7 separate regions of the Mus musculus genome follow, and all the other regions are linked to region 3. A link is a contact called in public promoter capture Hi-C data. All regions are on one chromosome and are shown on one strand. The core of a region is the stretch at or near the end of the contact, and the rest is flanking DNA. Distances in the headings are between cores, read along the strand shown. Region 1 holds the start of Mllt6 (myeloid/lymphoid or mixed-lineage leukemia; translocated to, 6). Region 2 holds the start of Ttc25 (tetratricopeptide repeat domain 25). Region 3 holds the start of Smarce1 (SWI/SNF related, matrix associated, actin dependent regulator of chromatin, subfamily e, member 1). Region 4 holds the start of Cnp (2',3'-cyclic nucleotide 3' phosphodiesterase). Region 5 holds the start of Rab5c (RAB5C, member RAS oncogene family). Region 6 holds the start of Ezh1 (enhancer of zeste 1 polycomb repressive complex 2 subunit). Region 7 holds the start of Nkiras2 (NFKB inhibitor interacting Ras-like protein 2).

Region 1 (2,843 bases), core at 292-2,791, 1.6 Mb after region 3:
AAGGGTGGGGGAAGGAGACTCACTGAGCAAAGCCATCAGCCAATGGTTCCCCCCCCCACAGAGTAACTGGGGGCAGGCAGGGAAGAGACCCAGCCTACTAAAGCCAGCCCAGTAGGTGGGGCTGCTCCCCAGACCCGGGATCACTCAATGGAACAGGACTACAAGAAATGTCCAACCGCATAGAGCCAGCCTTCAATCACACAACCAAGCATTTCAAACAGGGGCAAAAAGTCTGACAGAGTCCTTGACCTTAAACTTCCAAAGATCCTCCATTCTCATCCCACCCCTCTCCCTTTTTTCTGGACCTGAATTCCTCCCCCTCCCCCCCCCCCCCCCCCGCCGCCTCTGCCCTGACCAGTCCCCTAGGCACCAGAACAAGAAATAGTCATGATTGTAACACGTTTTGTTGTTATGAGGGGAGGGGGGGTGCTTCTTAAAGGGCCAGTAAGGGATAAGCCAAGGAAGTCGGGGGTTCAAGGACCTCATCTTCTGCCTCTGTCACACGTACAGGTCAAAAGTGAAAACAGAGGGCAGGTGCGGGGCAGGTACCCAGAGGAGAGTGGCGGGAAAGGCCCGCAGCCACAGCATTAAGGGTTGTCTTGGGAAGGGGGGTGGTGGTGGTTGCCTGTGCCAGACAGGCGGAGATGCCAGCCTGCGCCCTCGGCAAGATTCCTTAAGGAGTTAACTCCCGAACCATGTGCGGCGGCAGGGGGAAACTCCAAACCTCTCTCTCCTCCATTCCGGCCCCCTGTAAAACCGCTCTCCCAGCCTCAGCTCTTCCCCGGAGGGTTTCAGGATCCCTTCTCCCGTGGGACCCTTCTCCTCCCTTCCCAATTCCGCTCCTCCCAGTATCCGGAAGCGAAGGGGGATGACCCCCCCTTGACCTCTTCCTCCCGGAGCGGGAACCAAAATAAACCGGGCGGGAGGGGGGGTTACCTCGCAGGTAAACATTCCCGGGACAGCCCTGACACCGGCGGTGCGGGGCTCAGGGAGTTCACTCCTTGCGCCCTGGACTCTCCCCAAAACTCCTTCAACTTGGGGTGGGGGGCGCGGGACTGAACAATAGGCAAGAAAACAATGCCTGACCCGGTCCTGGAGGACCAGGCTGGGGATGGGGGGGAGCCCACGCCGCCTTTCGCTTCAGGTGGGTGGGGGAGGGGCAGGCGCCCCAGGAGGGCTCCGGAGGGCGCGGCCGAGGGCACCCCGTGCGCGCGCCGCCCCGGGGTCCCGCAGCTCCCCCCCCCCCGCCGGCCGTCTCCCCCCTCCCCTTACCTTGGTGGACGGCCACGCTGCACGCGTGCCCATCGCAGTAGACCAGCGGGTTTTCGGCCCAGCCCCTCTCGTCCGAACATACGCAGCAGCCTCCTACCATCTCCTTCATACTCCCATGAGCTCCCTCCGGGGCTGGGGCTGGGGGCCGGCCGGCGGGGGTCGGGGGTCAGGGGGGGAGGGAGGGAGCGGGGGCCGCGCGCCTCCTCGCCCCCTCCTCCGCCGCCGCCGCCGCCGCTTCTTTTCTTTGCCTCCTCCTTCCTCCTCCTCGGCGTCCTCCTCCTCCTCCTCGCTCGCTCTGTCTGGCCGCCCCCCCCGCCGTGCTCTCGCCCTCATGCCCCGACGGGCCCCCCCCCCCCAACAATGAGACTCGCGCGCCGCGCTCCCCTTCCGCGCCGCTCGCCGGCTACCAGAGCCGCCCGGCCGCGGTGCAAGCAGGGCCCGGCGGGGGAGGCGCCGAGTGGCACATCGCGGGCGCCCGCCCGCCCCGCGCCGCCCGCTCACGCGCCGCCCCCCCGGCCCCCCTGCCCGGCCGCGGCAGCCATGGCCGCGCGCCTCCGCTCGCTCGCTCGCTCCCGGCCCGCCCGCCGCCGGGTAAAGTCTTAGGTTCAGGGAACAAAGCCTGGCTTGGTAGGGAGCTTTTCGCTCGTGCGCTCAGTGCAGCTTTCCCCGTCTTTTCTTTTTCCCTTTATGACTCTAGGTGGGTAGTTCCCGAGTCCTCCCCTCCGTGTCACACTTTGGGTCTCCGGTCTCCCATCCCCCTTCTCTGGGTGTTCTTCAACCCTAGGGAAATCTAGGGAAGATGAAAAAAACCAGGGCTCTTAAAAAGAACTGGAGCGATGTTAAACCATTTACCCGTGCTTGTTCTTGGAATGGGAATGGTGTCTCTGGATGGCAGCTCATGGGTGCTGTCCCTGGAGGTCACTCTGGAGGGTAGACAATGCCACGTGTAAACTTTTACTTACTTTACAAATCTTTTTTGTTAGTTTGAGACAGGATCACCAGTAGCTCCGGTTAGCCTCGAACTCACCACTTAGTGAAGGATGACCTTGAACTCCCAATTCTGCCTCTGCCACCAAAGTGCTAGAGTAAAGGCGTGCACCACCACGCCCCGCACAAAAATTTGTTGAATGCTAGAGTCGGCTGCGCGCCAGAGTAGAGGTATTCCTGCCCTCCAGGAACTTCCCTTTGAAGTCTTCAATGTCAAGGTCTCTAGGCACCTTAGGGGTACAATGAGGTACCCCACCTTAATTCAAGATCTCTGTTCTAAGTCGTAACTCCACCCCTAGCCTCAGGGCGTGCCTTGCGTTTTAAAGTGAGTAAAGCTGCCTCGGAAGTGCTTGCCAACAGAATCACGCCTTGACTTCTGGGCAGGTATAGAATCACAGTAGCGTACAAAAACGCACCACGAAGGATTAAAGTCCCCGAAATTGGGTCTAGGGTTTGATGGAAAGCGACCCAAGACTTCCCCCAGACTGGTATAAGCCCAAAGACGAGATCTGATTCCCCTTTTTTCTTTGCAAGGGGAAAGACGGCGCCCCCACAGGGACCAAAGGTCAAATACCCCCTCAGCG
Region 2 (2,928 bases), core at 342-2,841, 1.3 Mb before region 3:
CCTTGGGCATGTTACCTAACTTTTATATTCACTTCCTCATATATACAAAGAAAACAATAGTAACCCCTTCCGCTCCCCGACATCCTAGACGGACACACACTGCTTAGAGCAGTGAGTCTAATATCCTAAAACGACTCCCAATCCCTGTAGGGTACAATGGTGTAATTTTCAATAAGGTTACTACAGTACGCCCTAACTTCACCGACAACTTTCTTACAGGCAAGCCTGTGCCAAAGACTTCTACATTTAGCTTCTTGGGCAATCTGTGGCTAAGGATGGGAGACTGAATTTATCAAGAGAAAGGTAATCATGAAACATTTAATGATTGGTCACATTATGTCTCCAACTGGCAGGCATTAGTGAGAAACTATAAGAGAAAATGGCAAAAGTCAGGGTTTATGTGTGACAGTGGCATATCATGGGAACCAGGAGTATGATATCCACAAAATGGACCTCAGGGCTGCTGGTGATGAAAAAAAAATGGTAATTGGGTGGGACTGGAGATTTTTTAGCAGCTAAGAACACTAACTGACTGACTGCCTGCTCTTCCAGAGGACCCAGGTTCAAGTCCCAGCACCTACATGGCAGCTCACACCCCTCAGTCCATTTCCACACTCTAAGAGGGAAGTATGCATGTGGTCCATGCATGCTGGCAAAACACCCATCACATACAAATATTTTTCTTTAAGTGGTGAAGTGTGTGTGTGTGTGTGGTGGGGGGTGGTATCGTGTTGATTTATTGGTTAACAGCACTTACTATTCCTGTAGAGGACCCAGATCTGGATCCCAGCACCCATTTGGTGCTACATAACTGCCTGTAACTCCAGTTCCAAGGGATCCAGTTCCCTCTTCTGGCTTCCAAAAGTACCAGGCATGCATGTGGTATACATACACACAAATCTTTCATCAACAACACAATGGTGGTGGGTCCAGGTAGCAAGCTGGGGTTCCATCATTCCAGAGGCCAACTGCAAGATAGGGAGTTGGCCTCCAGAGGACATAAGGAGGGCACCTTCCTTTCAAATCATAAGTTGGGAATGAGGGTGCACATTGGAAGTCATCTCTCAGGAAGTAGGGGTAGTTCGAGACCACCCTGGTCTACAGAACAAGTGTCTATCTCAAAAGAGGAGCGGAGGCGGGGAGGAGGTTGAGAGAGGAAAGAAGAGAAAAAAAGAAGAGGGGAGAGGAGAAGGAAGGGGAAGGGAAAGAAGAAGGGGAGGAGGAAGAGAGGGAAAGGGAGGAGGGGAAAAGAGGAAGGCAACACAGTAATAGGATCAAAGCGCAACTCACGTTGGTAAAGCTTTGAATGGCCTTAGTGAACTCCCCGCACAGATAAAGCCTCTCCCCCTCTGCCATGTAAGAGGGAAAAGTGCTTCTTAAGATATCACCGTCCGACATGGTCACCCTACTTTTGGAAATTCTGAAGCAGATTCAGAAAGGAAAAGAGGCTGGAGAATCGCCGGCTTGTTTTGGGACAGCCCGGTCTCTTAGCAACCTAGAGAGATAGTCTAACTTCCGGTCCCTCCCCTCCCCTCCCCTGGCGGTGTTAGGCCTCCGGGTGAGCCCGCCCAGCGTGCTCATGCGCCTGTGTCGCCACGCTGCGCACACCGGTCAGACAAGTGCTGAGCGCGTGGCCGGCGGCTGCAGGACGCTGGCGCTCCAGAGTGATCGCTGTTTGCTTGTAGGTTGCTTCTCCCCTCCAGTTGCCACGTGGAAAGCCTCGCAGACAAAGCAAGCCAAGAAAATGAGAATTGGAGGCAAAATTCCAAGTAGGATTAAGGCTTAAGCACTCCAGGTCCCATTAGGAAGGAGAGAGAATTTTGGAACCGGAGTCAGAGGGCTTGGGCAGCCTTCTCTCTTGTCACTTCTTAGCTGCGTGATCCTTGACCAAGCACATTAGGGAACTGAAAAGTACGCGTTCTACCTGCCAAATGAACAGGAAAATAATAGAGCCCTCAGGGACGTGAGGATTTGCATGAGAATGCAATGGAAAGTGTGATGGGTTTAGCTTTCAATGTCACATAGTTATGGAACACTTGCTAATAGCAAGTCTAAACTAAGGTCTAGCCTGACATAATTCTGCAGCCATTCAGGAGTAATGGCTGTGGGGATAACTCAGTTGGTAAAGCGCATGCTAAGCATGCAGCTCTCTGTTTCAGTTCCCCCAACCCTGGTACAGCCCAGTGTGATGGCACCATCTTGTATTAGCCAGCCCTGGAGAGACAGAAAGACATGCATTCCTGAAGTGTCCCCTGGCATCTACATTCACATGTGCACAAGCACACACATGTTCACACACACACACACACACACACACACCACACAGACACAGCAGTACCTCTAAGTACCCATAATATCTTAGATAGCTAGCTCAGTTAACTGCCTCAACTATATTGGTTTTTTAAAACAGTCTTGGAGTTATACATGATTTTGAGCCACCACTTGGGTGCTAGGAGTTAAACCTGGGTCTTCTGCAAGAGCACCAGTGCTCTTAATCCCTGAGCCATCTCTCCAGCCCAGAATCTTGTCTTAAACTGTCTTTCCAGAATTCAGCTGAGCCAGGCTTGGTGGCCTGGGTCTTTAATTTTCTTACTCCAGAGACAGAGGTAGGAGGTTGGTTGTGAGATACAGGCTTTCTGGTCTCCATAACAAGTTCCAGGCCAGCCCTGGCTACACAGCGAGTTTCAAACACAAAAACAGAAACAGGATCCAGCTTAATGGGCATGTATTAGGAACAGAATCCAGCACACAGTAGGAGCAAAGCAAACCGTTTTCAGTCTCTAAAAAAGATGTCCTTACTGGCAAATGTATAAACACAAATGAGCACAACATCTGTAATTCTAGCACTTGAGAGACTGAAGCAGGATTGCCACAAGTTCAAGGCAGCCTCAGTTACATAGTGAGGTGAAGGCCAGCCCAAGTAACAGG
Region 3 (2,705 bases), core at 97-2,596:
CTTTAATCCCAGCACTCGGGAGGCAGAGGCAGGCAGATTTCTGAGTTCGAGGACAGCCTGGTCTACAGAATGAGTTCCAGGACAGCCAGGGCTACACAAAGAAACCCTGTCTCGGAAAACCAAAAAAAAAAGAAAAAAGGAAAGGAAAGAAAAGTGCTGCAGGACCTGTTCGGGACCCTGGATTCAATCCCTAGCGCCTCACAGAAGTAAAAAGAACAAGAAAGAATGCCATGCCGCTGTCCACTTAGAACTCAATCAATTCCCCTTTTTTAAGCCAATTTTGTGCCAGCCCTTTCCCACCACAGCATGCAGACACCGCTGAGTTTCAGAGAACTAACTGCCCAGCTGGGAATGGCACCTTGCAGCATGCATGCGCGTGCACACATGCTCCGGAGCACTGTGCCTGTACCCCCTTTTCCACCATTCCATAGTCCTTGCTAAGACCGGGAAGTAACAAGGCTGGAATTACTGGGCAGAGGAAGAAGCCACTGGATCCCTGCTGTAATTGTGTGGATCCTACATTCACCTTCTCTATGCTCTTTGTGTTAAAAAAAAAACATTTTCAGATCATTCCCTTATGCTATGCATTCATCTGAAAACAAAACAAAACAAACCTCTCCTTTAGTCTTTCCTTACAATACCGGTTCATTTCGATAATTTCACCAGAGTATGAAAATATTGGGCGATGGAAGAACTGGACAGTATTATCACTTATCACTTCTAAAGATACCTCACTTCCTGTTGTCACAACCAGGATAAGGGCCAACAGGTAGTCCCAGCATTCAGCCAGTTTCTCTAGATGCTAACATTGACCTTAGATAACCACAGATGCTCTGTTCATTTTTCCTCCACCGTGACGTGACCCACACTAGCCAAGTGTTCTCTACTTTGTATAATCCGCCAAAGTATTCGTTAATTAGTTTAAAAAAAAAATAGCCCTGGAATGGTCCAGAAAGGTGGCTCCACGCACACTCACTGAACAATTACATGTCTAGCCCTTAGAAATCATTGGTAATTATGAAATTGTCCGGTCCAGATGCCTAAAACTTTGTTTTCAAGACTTTCCAAGATAGCAGATGGCCCAATCCCATATAGAGGGTATCAGATACAGGACCGGCTTGGGAAAGTTCCAGGAGGGCATCACAAAGAAACACTGAACTGTTTAAAGACAAGCGAGGCTGAGCTGAACTGGCCCTCCTGGGAAGGGATGTGAATTGTCACAGGTATGCCAGCTGGAAGGAGTGAGCTGACATCTGAGGACCCTAGGCGCAGAAACCCGCCGCCATCACTCGACCTCTAGAAACATCTGGGAAAACTACAAAACTCCCGTGTTGCTTTTCGCTTAGGCGGAGGCAGGGGAGCCCCGCTGGGCGCCAGCAAGGACCTAAACGCAGCGACCCGGGTCCTCCCCGCCTACATTCTCCATCTTCTCCATTCATACGTCCATCAGCGGAGGACTGAAGACCAGAGCGAAGGGAAAAGCCAGAGTGCATGGTGTGTGGGAACTGCGTCCCACCCTCTCCCGGGAGAGGCTCCGGCGAGCCTTTCCCCTCCGGCGCCCGCCTCACGCGGCGGCGCCCACCGCCTCAGTGAAGCCCCGGGCGCGCAGTCTGCGCAGTTCCTGCCGCCGGGCCGCGAACCAGGGCCCGCAACGCGGCCCAGCCTTCTCCGCCCTCCTCGCCGTGACGAATCGGCGCCCGACTGGGACGGGATCCAAATTGGAAGACTTCTGAGGAAACCCAGGAGCCTGACGAAATTTTTTTTAAAAATCCTTGGCGCCCTAAGCCTCGCCGCGTGCTCACTGGAAGGGCTGTTCGTCTGCCGGGAGCCGGCCGCGGCCGGCAGACAATTCCCGGGAGCGTGTGGAAAGTGCGAGCGCGGAAGCTCCGGCGCGAGGGGCGGGGCGAGCGCGGGACAAAGGGAAGCGAAGCCGGAGCTGCGGGCGCCTGCTCGGCCCGCGGGTGAGTGTTTCCCAGTGGGCCCAACCCGGTCGGGGAAGGGTGGCGAGCGGTGGTGTTTCTGCTTGGCGGGACCCCGAGCTCCCGCGGGGTGCTGGGGTTCGGCCTCGGCTGCGAGGCGGGAGCTAGAGCCGGTGCGGCCTCGGTGAGGCCTAGCGGCGGCGGGGCAACCCCGTCCGGAACAGCTCCTCGGAGGCGCCGGTAGTCCCTTTCCGCGGGACTCCCGACGCCGGTGAGCACCAATGCACAACCCCCTGCAGGGGAGTTTCCAGAAAAGCTCGCCCTCCGCCCGCCACAAAACTCCAGGGAAAGGATCTCCGGAAACCCTCTGGGCAAGGCCAGCGGGGATCCTCACCCACCACGAAGGTGGTCGTCCCCCCCCCCCTTTGTTTATTTTTATTTTTTATTTGGTTCAGGCAGCGACTTAAGGATTCCCGGGGTGGCCTGGAGTGAAGTCTGAGACGGTGTGGGTTGGGTTTAAACCCATCTCTGACAATTCCGGGTCTCTGGCCTTAGACACTTAATCGCCCCGAGACTGTTTTCTTCCTTTGTAAAATGGGGACAGTCATACGCATCGGGTAGGGTCGTTGTGACTAGTGAGTAAGACTGTGTTATAAGCCTGACCAGTAAGGTAATTAATTCAATAAATACAGAGTTGCGTCCCAGGCACAATGGTTAGATCCACTCACTACTAGAGTTTATATGCTTAGCCCGGGAGAGCAATCATTTGTAAGTATTAGCAGTGAA
Region 4 (2,996 bases), core at 263-2,762, 1.3 Mb before region 3:
TTCTCCAGGATGAGCCGAGCCAGTGTGGACTTGCCGCTGCCCGGCAGGCCGCGCAGGATGAATAGCGTCTTGCACTCGTGGAGGGTAGCCACCGTGTCCTCATCTTGAAGGAAAGGGAACTGCAGCTCTGGCTTCTCCTTTGCTCCTGAGGATGACATTTTCCTGAAGAAGAGCTTGGGCAGGAATGTGTGGCTTTTGCGGGTAAAGCTTGTGTTCTGTGTAAGAAGGGAGGAGGAGATGTCAGCCCCGGCTCCTCAAAGCCAGCCCGCAAGCACCACACCCTAGTCTCTGGCCGAGTTCTCCCAGAGGGGGACCGCTTGTCAGTTGAGGAATCCCCAAGCCTAACTTAAAGCACCCTTGAATGGTGGATGCTTTCCCCGGAGGGGAATGGTGGATTTTCTTCCTCGCAGTAGATCCTTCAGTATCTTCAACAGCTGGGTTGTAAGGTAGAGGGAATCTTTCTGAAGCTACCTAACCTCTTAGTCTCTGGCTCCAAGGATCACTCTCTGCTCCCCCTCAGAACACCTTGGTGACAGGGCACGCAAGGGCAGCAAGTGCCTGTGGCTCCCTGTCAGCCCTAACTTATATATTCTTGGCACCTCTTAAGGATGTCCTGTTTGGAGGCCTGGGGCTCTATGTATGGGCAAAGCCACAGCTGCCTTGGCTCTCTTGAGTGTGCAGAGGAGGGTGAGGGCAGGGGAGGGTGACCCAAAGACCGCCTCCCTCCACCCAACAATGGCACCAACAGATAATACTCTCTTGTCTGGGTATAGGGGGACAATGGTCCCACAGAGGGCTGGTGGGGGGCAGGGCAGGAGGGCACTGGACAAAGGGCATATTCACAACCACCTCCTCCTCTGCTCTCTCAGTGCGCCCCCTCCCCCAATCTGTAGGATTAGGGCACAGGGCACCTGTATTCAGAGATCTGTGCCCCCTATTCTGCTGTGTGTTAGCAGCACCTCTCTGACAAAAACAAGACATAGCGGTTTCAGTTGTCATCTACAACGGCTTCCGCCCCTGAGAATTTAGCTGGCTTCTGGCTTCTCTATAGCCTTGTGCAGGAACCCACTCCCAGCGCGGGCTCCACAACAGCCCTGCACTCTCTGGTGCTACCCAGACCCATTTGCCAGCTGGTGTCGCCAAGGAGCATCGACTTTCACTTCCCTGCGGCGATATTTCCTTCTCCAAAGACACTAAGACTCCCCCAAAATATCCCCGCTCGCGCCCCTTGCCTTAGGGCTGCCTTGGAGGACCCAGAGGCAACTTCAACTCCGGAACCTGGTGTCCTCATTTGCAAACTACTTCTGCCCATGCATCCCCAAGAATCTCGCTTTCAGTTAGCCTCTCTCCCGCCCCGGCCCCCACGCACGCGCTGCGCTCACCATGATGAGTGGGCGCACCGCCGTCACCGCCTTTGCGGGTACTATGTCTCCGGGGCCGCCCGCCTGCGTGAGGGACACGGGCGTCTCCGGGTGTCCGGGGCCCCCCCACGCAGGGTCCCTTTCATAGCCTGGGGGCGGGGCGCGCGGACAGGGCGGGGTCAGCCCGAGCCTCTGCGCACGCGCCCCCGGGGAATGGAAACCTGAGTGCCAGGAAGCAGCGGTCTGAGCCTTGGCAGAAAGTAAAAGCACACCTGGACTCTCAATGCCAAGAAAGAGTCCGCCACGCCACCTCTTTGTTCCTTAAAAGTTAAAGTTTAACTTTTTCCCTTCTCTGAGACAGGAACTCACTATGTAGCCCTGACTGTCCTGGAACTCACCATGTAGATCAGGCTGGCCTGGTACAGAGATCTGCCTGCCTCTGCCTCCCAAGTGCTTGGATTAAAGACATCACCAGGAGAGAGATGAACTCTTAAAACAGGAGGCAGTTGCCTTTCCTGGGTTCCCAGGCAGGCTGGGATGAAATGGGTGCAGTCAGATAGTTTAAAATTTTGAAACAGGCTCATAGACCTTATCACAACTGACATGTGAAGGAAGTACCATTCAGGCCACGAAACCAGGCCGATAGGCATCACCGCCTCCTAAAACAAAAACAAAGACCTAATTCATCAAAGTCCATAATTCTGGGAAAGGCCCTAAATGTCCTAACCTTGATTTTTGGCTCCTATAGTCTGCTTCTGACTTAGGTGTGTCAACACAGGATGTGGTTTTTATGATTAAAAGCCTACCCTGAGAAAAGTGCTGGGTGGTGGTGGCACACACCTTTAATCCCAGCACTTGGAAGGCAGAGGCAGGTGGATTTCTGAGTTCAAGGCCAGCCTGGTCTACAGGGTGAGTTCCAGGACAGCCAGGTCTACACAGAGAAACCCTGTCTCAGGAAAAAAAAAAAAAAAAAAAAAAAAGTCTAGTGAAGGGGCTGAGGGGCTGGCTAATAAAGACTTTCTATTGGCTTCCGCTTGGGTCTAAGCAGTCTTCTTTGCTGGATATCCCCCAAAAAAGGTTTGTTTTAAAGATGAATCTCATGTAACCCAGGCTAAGTTCAAACTCTCTATGTAACAAAGGGTGACCTTGAACTTCTTATCCTCTTGCTGGAAATTCATACATACAAGAACATGTCAGCTGTTTAAGATGCTGGGGTTCCTGCAAGCTAGGCAAGTGCATCCTAGCTTCGAGGACGTGGTGACATTGTTCACTTTCACTTTTTTCTTTAATCCCAGCACTTGGGAGGCAGAGGCAAGCAGATCTCAGTGAGTTCCAGGCCAGCCTGATCTGCAGAGTGAGTTCCAGGACAGCCAGGCCTACAGAGAGACACCCTGTCTCAACAAAACAAAACAAAACAAACGGATATATAATTATATATAATTTCTCAGGAGCAGTTGAGATATAGCTTTGTTAACATGGCCACGTTACCCTGAGTTGAACTTCTAGGCCATGAATGATAGAAAACCAACTCCCTCGACTTGTTCTTCTCTGACAGCCACAGGCAGGTAGTAGGTGTGTAGGTCCGCACACATAAATGCACACAAAAATAAATTAAAATGTACTTTTTATTTCTTT
Region 5 (2,763 bases), core at 2-2,501, 1.5 Mb before region 3:
CTCGAAAAACAAAAAACAAAAAACAAACAAACAAAAAGTGGTCCTAATTCATACAGAAGGAATTAGAAGCAACAGAAACAGAACTGACCTGTGGTAGAAGGGTTAGTGGTTTTCATCTATAGTGACGGGTAGAGAGAACACAGGTAGTCTTTGAAGGAGCGCTAATTCTGACTGGGGGCAGAGTGAGGGAGATGAGGGGGTCTGGTATATTTGGGAACAGAGCCTAAGAAAGAAAGCTTAGTCTGTCGTGGTGGTTGCACATGTGTTTAATCCCAGCACTCCAGAAGTAGAGGCAGGAGGATCTCTGTGAATTCAAATACAACCCATCTACAAAGTAAGTTCCAGGCCAATCAGGACTACATAGTGAGAGCCCATGTGAAAGGAAGAGAGAGTGAGAGCAACCCTTGGCAGCAGCAGGTCTCCTTTTCAACCATTTAGTATCCTCTAGACAACTCCTTCTTTTAAAAAAAAAAAATTACATTTCTTCAAGTATTTAGCGGGAGGGAGGGTGGATGGGTGGTTGTCAAAAGACAACTAGTGGGAGTCTGTCTTACTCCATGTGAGTCCTGGGCACGGCACTCAGTCAGGCTTGGCTGCAAGCATCTTCACCTGTCGAGCCGTTTCGCTAGCCCCCAGAGAGCCCATTCTATAGAGCTCTCAGAGATTTCATCACCTTTTTTTTTTCTTTCTTTTTTCTTTTTCTTTTCTTTTCTTTTTTTTTTTTTTTTTTAAGCCAGGATCTTACTACATAACCCTAGCTGTTACTCACAGAGATCTGCAAGCCTCTGCCTTCGGATCGAGCCATTACACCTGACTCCATCGCCTTTCCTATAATAGAATGTCCTCAACAATCAGCCTCCTGGGCGGGCTTGGCTTCTCCAAGTTGCCGAGGGCACACGACCGGTCTGCGCGGCTACGTGAACATCATATTTTTCCTTTCTCAATTCTGCATGAACAGCCCTCTGTCTGCTCTCTTGGAAAGCTCAGCCACACGCCTTCCCTCGCGGCACTTGGAACTGGCAGTGACGCGATAAGCAGGCCTGGACCGGCTCCGCCCCACCGGCAGCCGGTTCCACCCAAAACCCAAGTGCCAGGCAGCCCCCGGCTCCTCCCTGTGCGGAGAACTACAAGTCCCGCCATCCCTCGCGCGCACTCTCCCTCCTTTCCCGCGTTGATTGTGGGTAGGATCGGAGTGTCTCCCATTGGTCTGTTCTTTCTGTCAGTCACCTGGGAATATAGAGAGGCGGGGCAGAGCTGAAGATCCGGATCCGGAGCGGCTGAAAGGCGGAAGTGGAGGCCGGAGCCTGGGACACCGCCGGGGGTGGGGGGGAGAGGAGCGGAGTCTGTGGAAGCCCCGGCCCAAAGTAACGCTGCTGCCCGGAGCCGCGGTGAGTGTGCCTGTCCCAGGGCCAGTGTCTCACTTGTGTGGTAGCCTCCCTGGGGTACCCTTTCCTCCTGCCCAACCTTAGCTTAGGGGGACACTGACCCCTCCCCCGACCCGTAGCCCCCTCTTAGGGGCTCACCAGGGCGTCAGGCCAAAGGGGGAGCTCCTCTTTCCTTCGCTAACCTGTCCTTCGGGAGCCTTTGGGAGTCTTTTGAGGCTCTCCTCTGGCCTGTCCAGTCCACTTGTGGGAGAGAGGGACTCTTAAGTTCCGCTCCCCACCCCCTCAGCTTTCAAAATCAAAGAGTCTTTACCAGGTGCGAAGGAACCTGTCCCCCTTCTCTTTTAGAGGTGACGGAGAGTGCTGTCTCTCCTGGTTTTCCTTTCCTGTGTTCTACGCCTCCCACTCCCCAATCCCAACCAAAAACCCAGTTGTCCCCCTGCAGCCCTGAAATTATCTTTATCTCGATTTCCTTTCGGAGATGCGGGGATGGGGGGGGGGGGATGTCGGAATGAGAGTGTTGTACACGCACAGAAGTGTTTTTGCGCGCTTACAGTTCCTTACTTCCTCTTGAGCTTACGAGGACCTCAGCAGAGTTTGAATTCTGGGTCACTTAGACGGAATGGCAGCCTTCTCCTTGGACTGCACGTTATGCCCCCAGCCCTGTCTTAAGTTCTCTCAGTGTGTGTTCGTCTTCCTGCCTCTAAAGAATTTAGCTGAGCTCTGCTCAATCCTAGGGACAGATCACAGATCAGGGAGGATCTGCCCATTCATTATCTTCTGTCTCCCCTCCTCCTTCCCCCCTGCTTCAGGCCCAGCCCTGTCCTTCCAGAGCATGTGAGTGGTTTCCTTAGAGAGACTGCTGCCTGCTTATCTATAGGGGTGGAGAATAGACCAAATAGGAGTAGTGTGAAATTGAGGCACCATCTCTTAACCACCCTGAATCACACACCACTATACACTTGAGCAACAGGTCCATTCCTCACCAGAGTCTCCACTCCCCTCTTGGCTTGGACTTTTTCACAGAGCAGTTAGTCCACATCACCGTGGCAGGTATAGTTTTCGTCCGTAAAGGAATTGCTTATGTGTGCTGGAAAGTGCCAGTTCCCCTACTGTATTGACACAGGATTCTTGTGTTTTCCTTGGGACTTAAGTGTGTGAAATGGCTGGTATCTCTGACCAAGCTGGAAGGTTCTCTTGTTATGCGGCCAAAGTACAGGTTAGAGACTGCCTTCCTGAGGAGTAGCCTGATTCTGAAGCCACAGCTGACCCTTGCTGTCTTGCAGTGGAGGAAGAGTGGGAAAGCCATTCAGTCCTTGGGCATCTCTGATCAACTTTTTTTTTTTTGGTTTTTTGAGATCTGATCAACTTAAGATGCTTT
Region 6 (2,713 bases), core at 52-2,551, 2.0 Mb before region 3:
TGAAGGGTTGCTGGGAGAACTTGGAGGCCAGGTCCACTTTGATATGTAAAATATGCACCTCAGTCCCTTTTCTGCAGACACCTGCCTCTGCCTCTGCCTCCAAAGTGCTGGGATTAAAGATGTGTGCCACCACTATACCTACCTCCAAAGTTTTTGATAAAAGGAAAAGAATAGTGGAGGCTGGAGAGATGGTACAGTGGATAAGAACAAAGGCGACTTTAAAAAGGACCAAGATTTGATCTTCAGCACCTACATGGTACCTCACTACGGTTAGCAACTCCAGTCCCAGGGGATCTGATGGCCTCTTTTGGCCTCCAAGTATGCCCACAAACACATGGTACAGATACATACACCCAGGCACACACACACACACACACACACACACACACACACACACTAAAACAAACAAATGCATCGTTAAAAAATAACTAAAAGTCCGGGGAGTGGTGGTGCATGCCTTTAATCCCAGCACTTGGGAGGCAGAGGCAGGCAGATTTCCGAGTTTGAGGCCAGCCTGGTCTACAAAATGAGTTCCAGGACAGCCAGTGCTACACAGAGAAACCCTGTCTCGAAAAAAACAAAAACAAAACGAAAACGAAAAACCACCCCCCCCAAAAAAACAAAAAACCAAAACCAAAAACCACCATAGCATGTATTAAAACACACATACGCAAATAAATAAATAATAAAATATTTTGAAAAAAAGAACCTGTTCGTTTCTGATGATGGATATTTCTTGCCTCTATAGTTACTATTCCCTTTTTGTAATATTAAGTATCTTGTGGAGAGGTTTAAAAAATATTCTCGAGGGCTGGAGAGATGGCTCAGCGGTTAAGAGCGCCGACTGCTTTTCTGAAGGTCGTGAGTTCAAATCCCAGCAACCACATGATGGCTCACAACCATCCGTAATGATATCTGATGCCCTCTTCTGGGGTGTCTGAAGACAGCTACAGTGTACTTACATATAATAAATAAATAAATAAATATTAAAACAATATTCTCAAGCCGGGCGTGGTGGCGCACACCTTTGATCCCAGCACTTGGGAGGCAGAGGCAGGCTGTCTTCCAAAATTTGACTTGTAAGTTGTCTAAACACGGTTGGCAATGGTGCGCTGCTGAATAAAGTCTTCAAGAAGAGATCTGTGGCTCCAGGATGACTTTTCTCTGACAGCGCCACCTAGGAAAGTGTCGGACTAGAGCTACATCACCTTAGCGAAAACACACACCTGCGAAGACCGCAGCCCAGGTGATCCACCCTCAGAGTGCGCACGCGCACGGAGGGGAGGCGCGGGGCGTGGCCGCGGCGCAGGGGCGTGGCCGTAGCGCGCAGGCGTCCTAGTGGCGGGTGGCTGCGTCTCAGGATGGAGGGTGAGTGAGTAAACAAGACGGGGCTGGGCGGTGGGGCCGGGCCTGGGCTTGGCGTGACGCTTGAACCTCAGGGCTGGGGAGGCGAAGAAATGAGGAAACTGAGGGCCACACCATTGCCTGACCCGGGGTAGCGCGAAGCCTGTCGTCCCGAGTGTGGTGGGACCCGGGGCGACAGCGCGTGCGAGCTGCGGGGGGCCGCGTGGCGGAGGGGGCGCGGCGGGGGCGGACCCGGCTGGTGGCCCGTGCCAACGTGGGTGGGCCTTGGCGTCTGCCAGGGGACCCTGACTCTTGTAAGCGGGAGGGCCAGAGGCCCGGGTGGCTCGGGCTCGCAGAGGCTTTGAGTGATGTTGAGGAAGGGGTGGCCAGGCCGAGATGCCCGCCAAGTGTGAGAGGTTCTTAAGACGCCCAAGTGTCAGGGTCGAGATTCCCGGGGTCGCGCGGCACCTCCTCAACATTTTGCTCCCGGACCTTGTCGCTGGTCTAACTCGCCTCACTTTAGTTCCGGGTTTGAGTGAGGATTTGTCTTCAAACTGTGACTGTCTCTCCCGTCCCCAGAATTCCCAGAAACGATATGTAAATGAACGCATCCCGAAGTAAAAGGGAAGGTGCTATATTTGGGACATAACTTGTCAGGAAGTAGATGTGAGACAAAGCTTTAAGAGAATTTTTTTTGGGGGCGTGTTTCGAGACAGGGTTTCTCTGTGTAGCCTGACTGTCCTGGAACTCACTCTGTAGACCAGGCTGGCCTCGAACTCAGAAATCCGCCTGCCTCTGACTCCCAGTGCTGGGATTAAAGGAGTGCACCACCACGCCTGGCGAGAATTGTTAAGATTTAGTTGTTTGGGTTTTTGTTGTTGTTGTTGTTGTTTGTTTGTTTGTTTTTAATGTGTGTGCACTCTATGTATGGATGGTTCCAGGGACATCGAATCCCTTGGTACTAGAGTTAAGGATGCTTACATACCACCATGTGGGAGCAGGGAACTGAGCCAGTCCTTGTTGTTTGCAAGAGCAACAAGTGTTCTTAACCGCTGAGCAGGCTTTTCACCATGTGGGACGAGCTTACTTTGGTCAAAGTGACCACTGAGATGATGTAGGTGGTGGGGCACAAGGAAGAGAATGGAAATAGATTAGATGGAGGTTAGTGTTGGAGGTGTGGGTAAACTGATTAGCCAAAGTATGGAACCTATGCCTTGGGAAACAGAGCCAAGGATCACAAAGAATTGGATATGTACAGGGAGGACATTGAAAATGTAGAGACTTTTGGGGTACATTTGCTACATGATATCTCAGAATAAGAAATCTTCAGCCCAATGAATATTTTTGTTGATTTTGGTCTCTGCATAGC
Region 7 (2,925 bases), core at 196-2,695, 1.4 Mb before region 3:
GTGAAAGCAGCTGGTGTCCTTTTTAGCTTTTGGATTCAGGATGTGACCAGATCCTTCACTCAAGGTCTTCTGCCAGTCTCCCGGGCCCAGCAACACTCACCCACGACATGGTTCCCGTACAGAAGCTGCTCAAGGATTGAAGTTTTGCCCACAGATGCCTGGCCGCACACGACCACCTTGCAGCTCTTCCCCATGCTTAGCTTTCAACCTAAAAGGACAGAAGCCGTGTGGTGAGGGAAGACAGAATCCAAACAGCAGGCCAGGGAGCATCAGGGAGTTAGCACCACCCTGATGTTTACCGAACTACTGAGCAGTGAGCTGTAATTAACCTCCTTATCCCATGAGTGGCCAGGATTTGGCACACAGCCAGGGTGGGGTTAATGGCACCACAAAGGGAGGGGCTTAGAGAGTGGGGTGACAAAAACAGCTGGCCGGGTTTGTTCCTGTGCACAAGATAGGGCACCAAATACTGAAGGAAGTTCCACAAATACTCCTGTTCTTTTTGTTTGATTTTGGGGGGAGGGGGTTGTTTTGAGACAGGGTCTCATGTACCCCAAGCTGGCTCCCAGCTGATGAAATAGTTGAGGCATATGCACACCAGGCTGTTTTCTCCTTTTAACCATGACTTCCGTGAAGAAAGAAGCAGGGATTTTAGATTCTTCTTGACATCTTTTCCTCAGGGAGAGTGTGCAAATATGGAGAAAAACTTTCTTTCTTTCTTTCGGGGGGGGGGGGGCGGGGTTTCTCTGTATAGCCCTGGCTGTCCTGGAACTCACTTTGTAGACCAGGCTGGCCTCGAACTCAGAAATCTGACTGTCTCTGCCTCCTAAGTACTGGGATTAAAGGCGTGCAACCACCACTGCCCGGCATAACTTGCTTTCTTGAATGACTAATTTGGATGGCAATAAATTCCATTTAACCATTCCCAGTTGAATCCACCGGTAAAATAAAGATCTGACAAGAAACAGAATAAAGAGAAAAGTGCTTCCGAAAGATGGCTTTTACATCCCTTGAACTGACAGGCACAGAGAAAGCTCAGATTTATAAACTCTCTTGAGACTGCAGAGAGAGGTCCTTCTAAAGGGAAACTTCCTGACACAGGCACCCGGGGAGCGCCAGTAATCGCCCCTTCCTCCTCCCCCCAGAAAGCAGAGATCCAGAGGTAAGCCTCAAAGGGGTCCCAAGCAGAAACCTCTCCAGGAGAGTTTCCTGTCGCTCATCTCCACCCCGTGGTGTGAGCCTTTTAGTAAGCGACACTCGAGAGGCTGCCAGAGGCCGCCGCCACAGAGTACCCCTGAAGGGCACCCCTCAGAATCTCAGAGGCAATCACAGGACAACCAAAGTGAATCCGAGACAGAGGCCGCGCTGAGCCCTGCCTCCCAGCTCCATACCTCCCGGGTCCCCGCAGCACTCCCGCTGAGGTGCCCCCCGGAGTGGGCCGGACCATGGGAGGGGCAGCTCGACCGTAAAGACGGCCCTCTTCCTCTGGGTGGAAGGACTGACCCAGAGGTCCCGCCCCGCAACGGCCAGCCTTCAAGACAACTTCCGGCGGCGTAAAGTGAGCGCGGATCGCACAGCGCCCCCAGAGGCCGGCGGGGAAATACCCACCAGAACTTGTGTCTGGTTATTAAGCCGATGTTCCAGGCTCTGACACTAAAATGTTCTCTCTCTAAAAGACAGTGACCAGTGACGTTTCGTTCTATCATCTATGCGACAAGTTTTCTTTTTCTTTTCTTGGCTATGCTATGCTATGAATGGAACCCAGGATCGTGCACATACTAGGCAAATGCTCTTTGAGCCTCAATTTTTTTCTTTTGATTTTCAAGACAGGGTTCCTCTGTGTAGCTTTGGCTGGCCTTGAAATCACTCTGTAGACCATGATGGCTTTGAACTCACAGAGATCCACCTGCCTCTGCCTCCCGAGCGCTGAGATTAAAGGCACATGCCACCACGCTCAACTAACCATGCAATTTTTTTGAACTTAGAATGGAGGCTCACATTTGAATCCCAGCACTTGGGAGGGTGAAGTAGGGAGATTTTCTGAAGACAACATAGTCTATACAGAGACCCTGTCTCAAAAACAAACAGACAAAGAAACCAAACACCCCAGCACCTACTTTGTCTTGTTTGTGCCTTAAGTAGGGCCATATACAAAGGAAAAGCTACAAGTTAGAATGATTGAACCATAAATTCATTGTCTAGAATAATTAGCCAGCCAAAGTAACAATTAAAACCAACCATGATGAATGCTGTTATTGAAGTGGGGTGCTATGGGCATGGCAGAGGGGCATTTAACTTAGAGGTGACAGGTACCAAAGAGGAGGGAGGAAAGGGGGGTGTCTGTGTTCATGTTTGAAGGGCCGAATAGCACAGAGATTTCTGAAGCAGAGGAAATACAAGAACCATGACATTTCTTGTATCAGTCTGGGTTCTCTAGAGTCACACAACTTATGGAATGTCTCTATAAATTAAGGTGATTTACTGTAATTACTTACAGTCTGTATTCTAACTAACCCAATAGTGGGCAGCTGTGAATGAGAAGTTCAAGAATCTAGTAGTTCTCTCAGTCCCACGAGGCTCGTTGTTTCAGCTGGTCTTCTGCCTAAGCTGGAATCCTGAAGTAGTAGGTTCCAACAGATGTGCTGGCAAGTAAGTGCAAGCAAGCAAAGAAGAGTGAATCGCTCTTCTTCCAACGTCCTTATGAAGGCCTCTAGCAGAAGGTGTGTCCCAGATTAAAGGTGTGTGCCACCAGGTCTGGATCTGGAACTTGCTTTGTTGCAGGCTGACCTTACACTGAGATCTGCTTGCCTCCATCTCCTGGGATTAAATGCATGTAACTACCTTACCTGGGTTTAAGCTTTTCCTGGTCACTATTCCTCAAGATCTCCATGTCAAGATCCAGGTTAGAAACCTGTGTTCCAACCT

What was found. Promoter capture Hi-C pulls out the DNA fragments that hold promoters and counts their contacts.
Region 1: a promoter capture Hi-C map of pre-B cells shows a contact between it and region 3, with 2.5 times the contacts expected there. The contact joins the promoter of Mllt6 here to the promoter of Smarce1 in region 3.
Region 2: a promoter capture Hi-C map of pre-B cells shows a contact between it and region 3, with 3 times the contacts expected there. The contact joins the promoter of Ttc25 here to the promoter of Smarce1 in region 3. A contact is called at or near these places in 4 of 39 promoter capture datasets (cranial neural crest, hippocampal neurons, liver and 1 more) and 1 of 115 datasets of contacts at active chromatin or transcription factors (large pre-B cells).
Region 4: a contact with region 3 is called in a promoter capture Hi-C map of pre-B cells, with 8 times the contacts expected there. The contact joins the promoter of Cnp here to the promoter of Smarce1 in region 3. A contact is called at or near these places in 2 of 39 promoter capture datasets (hippocampal neurons and pre-B cells).
Region 5: a contact with region 3 is called in a promoter capture Hi-C map of liver, with 2.9 times the contacts expected there. The contact joins the promoter of Rab5c here to the promoter of Smarce1 in region 3. A contact is called at or near these places in 1 of 39 promoter capture datasets (liver) and 1 of 115 datasets of contacts at active chromatin or transcription factors (embryonic forebrain).
Region 6: a promoter capture Hi-C map of embryonic stem cells shows a contact between it and region 3, with 2.3 times the contacts expected there. The contact joins the promoter of Ezh1 here to the promoter of Smarce1 in region 3.
Region 7: a contact with region 3 is called in a promoter capture Hi-C map of pre-B cells, with 6 times the contacts expected there. The contact joins the promoter of Nkiras2 here to the promoter of Smarce1 in region 3. A contact is called at or near these places in 2 of 39 promoter capture datasets (hippocampal neurons and pre-B cells).

Annotation. Positions count from the first base shown.
Region 1 is chr11:97,662,110-97,664,952 of GRCm38.p6, reverse strand. It overlaps Mllt6 (myeloid/lymphoid or mixed-lineage leukemia; translocated to, 6), which reads right to left and starts at 1,541. Exons shown (of 20, transcript NM_139311.2): 1 at 1,273-1,541. The coding sequence starts at 1,381.
Region 2 is chr11:100,544,271-100,547,198 of GRCm38.p6, reverse strand. Ttc25 (tetratricopeptide repeat domain 25) reads right to left here and starts at 1,591. Exons shown (of 12, transcript NM_028918.3): 1 at 1,291-1,591. The coding sequence starts at 1,398.
Region 3 is chr11:99,229,658-99,232,362 of GRCm38.p6, reverse strand. It overlaps Smarce1 (SWI/SNF related, matrix associated, actin dependent regulator of chromatin, subfamily e, member 1), which reads left to right and starts at 1,346. Exons shown (of 11, transcript NM_020618.4): 1 at 1,346-1,961.
Region 4 is chr11:100,573,455-100,576,450 of GRCm38.p6, reverse strand. It overlaps Cnp (2',3'-cyclic nucleotide 3' phosphodiesterase), which reads right to left and starts at 1,512. Exons shown (of 4, transcript NM_009923.2): 1 at 1,383-1,512; 2 at 1-215. The coding sequence starts at 1,385.
Region 5 is chr11:100,736,703-100,739,465 of GRCm38.p6, reverse strand. It overlaps Rab5c (RAB5C, member RAS oncogene family), which reads left to right and starts at 1,251. Exons shown (of 6, transcript NM_024456.5): 1 at 1,251-1,388.
Region 6 is chr11:101,225,051-101,227,763 of GRCm38.p6, reverse strand. It overlaps Ezh1 (enhancer of zeste 1 polycomb repressive complex 2 subunit), which reads left to right and starts at 1,301. Exons shown (of 21, transcript NM_007970.3): 1 at 1,301-1,368.
Region 7 is chr11:100,621,475-100,624,399 of GRCm38.p6, reverse strand. It overlaps Nkiras2 (NFKB inhibitor interacting Ras-like protein 2), which reads right to left and starts at 1,445. Exons shown (of 4, transcript NM_028024.2): 1 at 1,392-1,445; 2 at 101-208. The coding sequence starts at 194.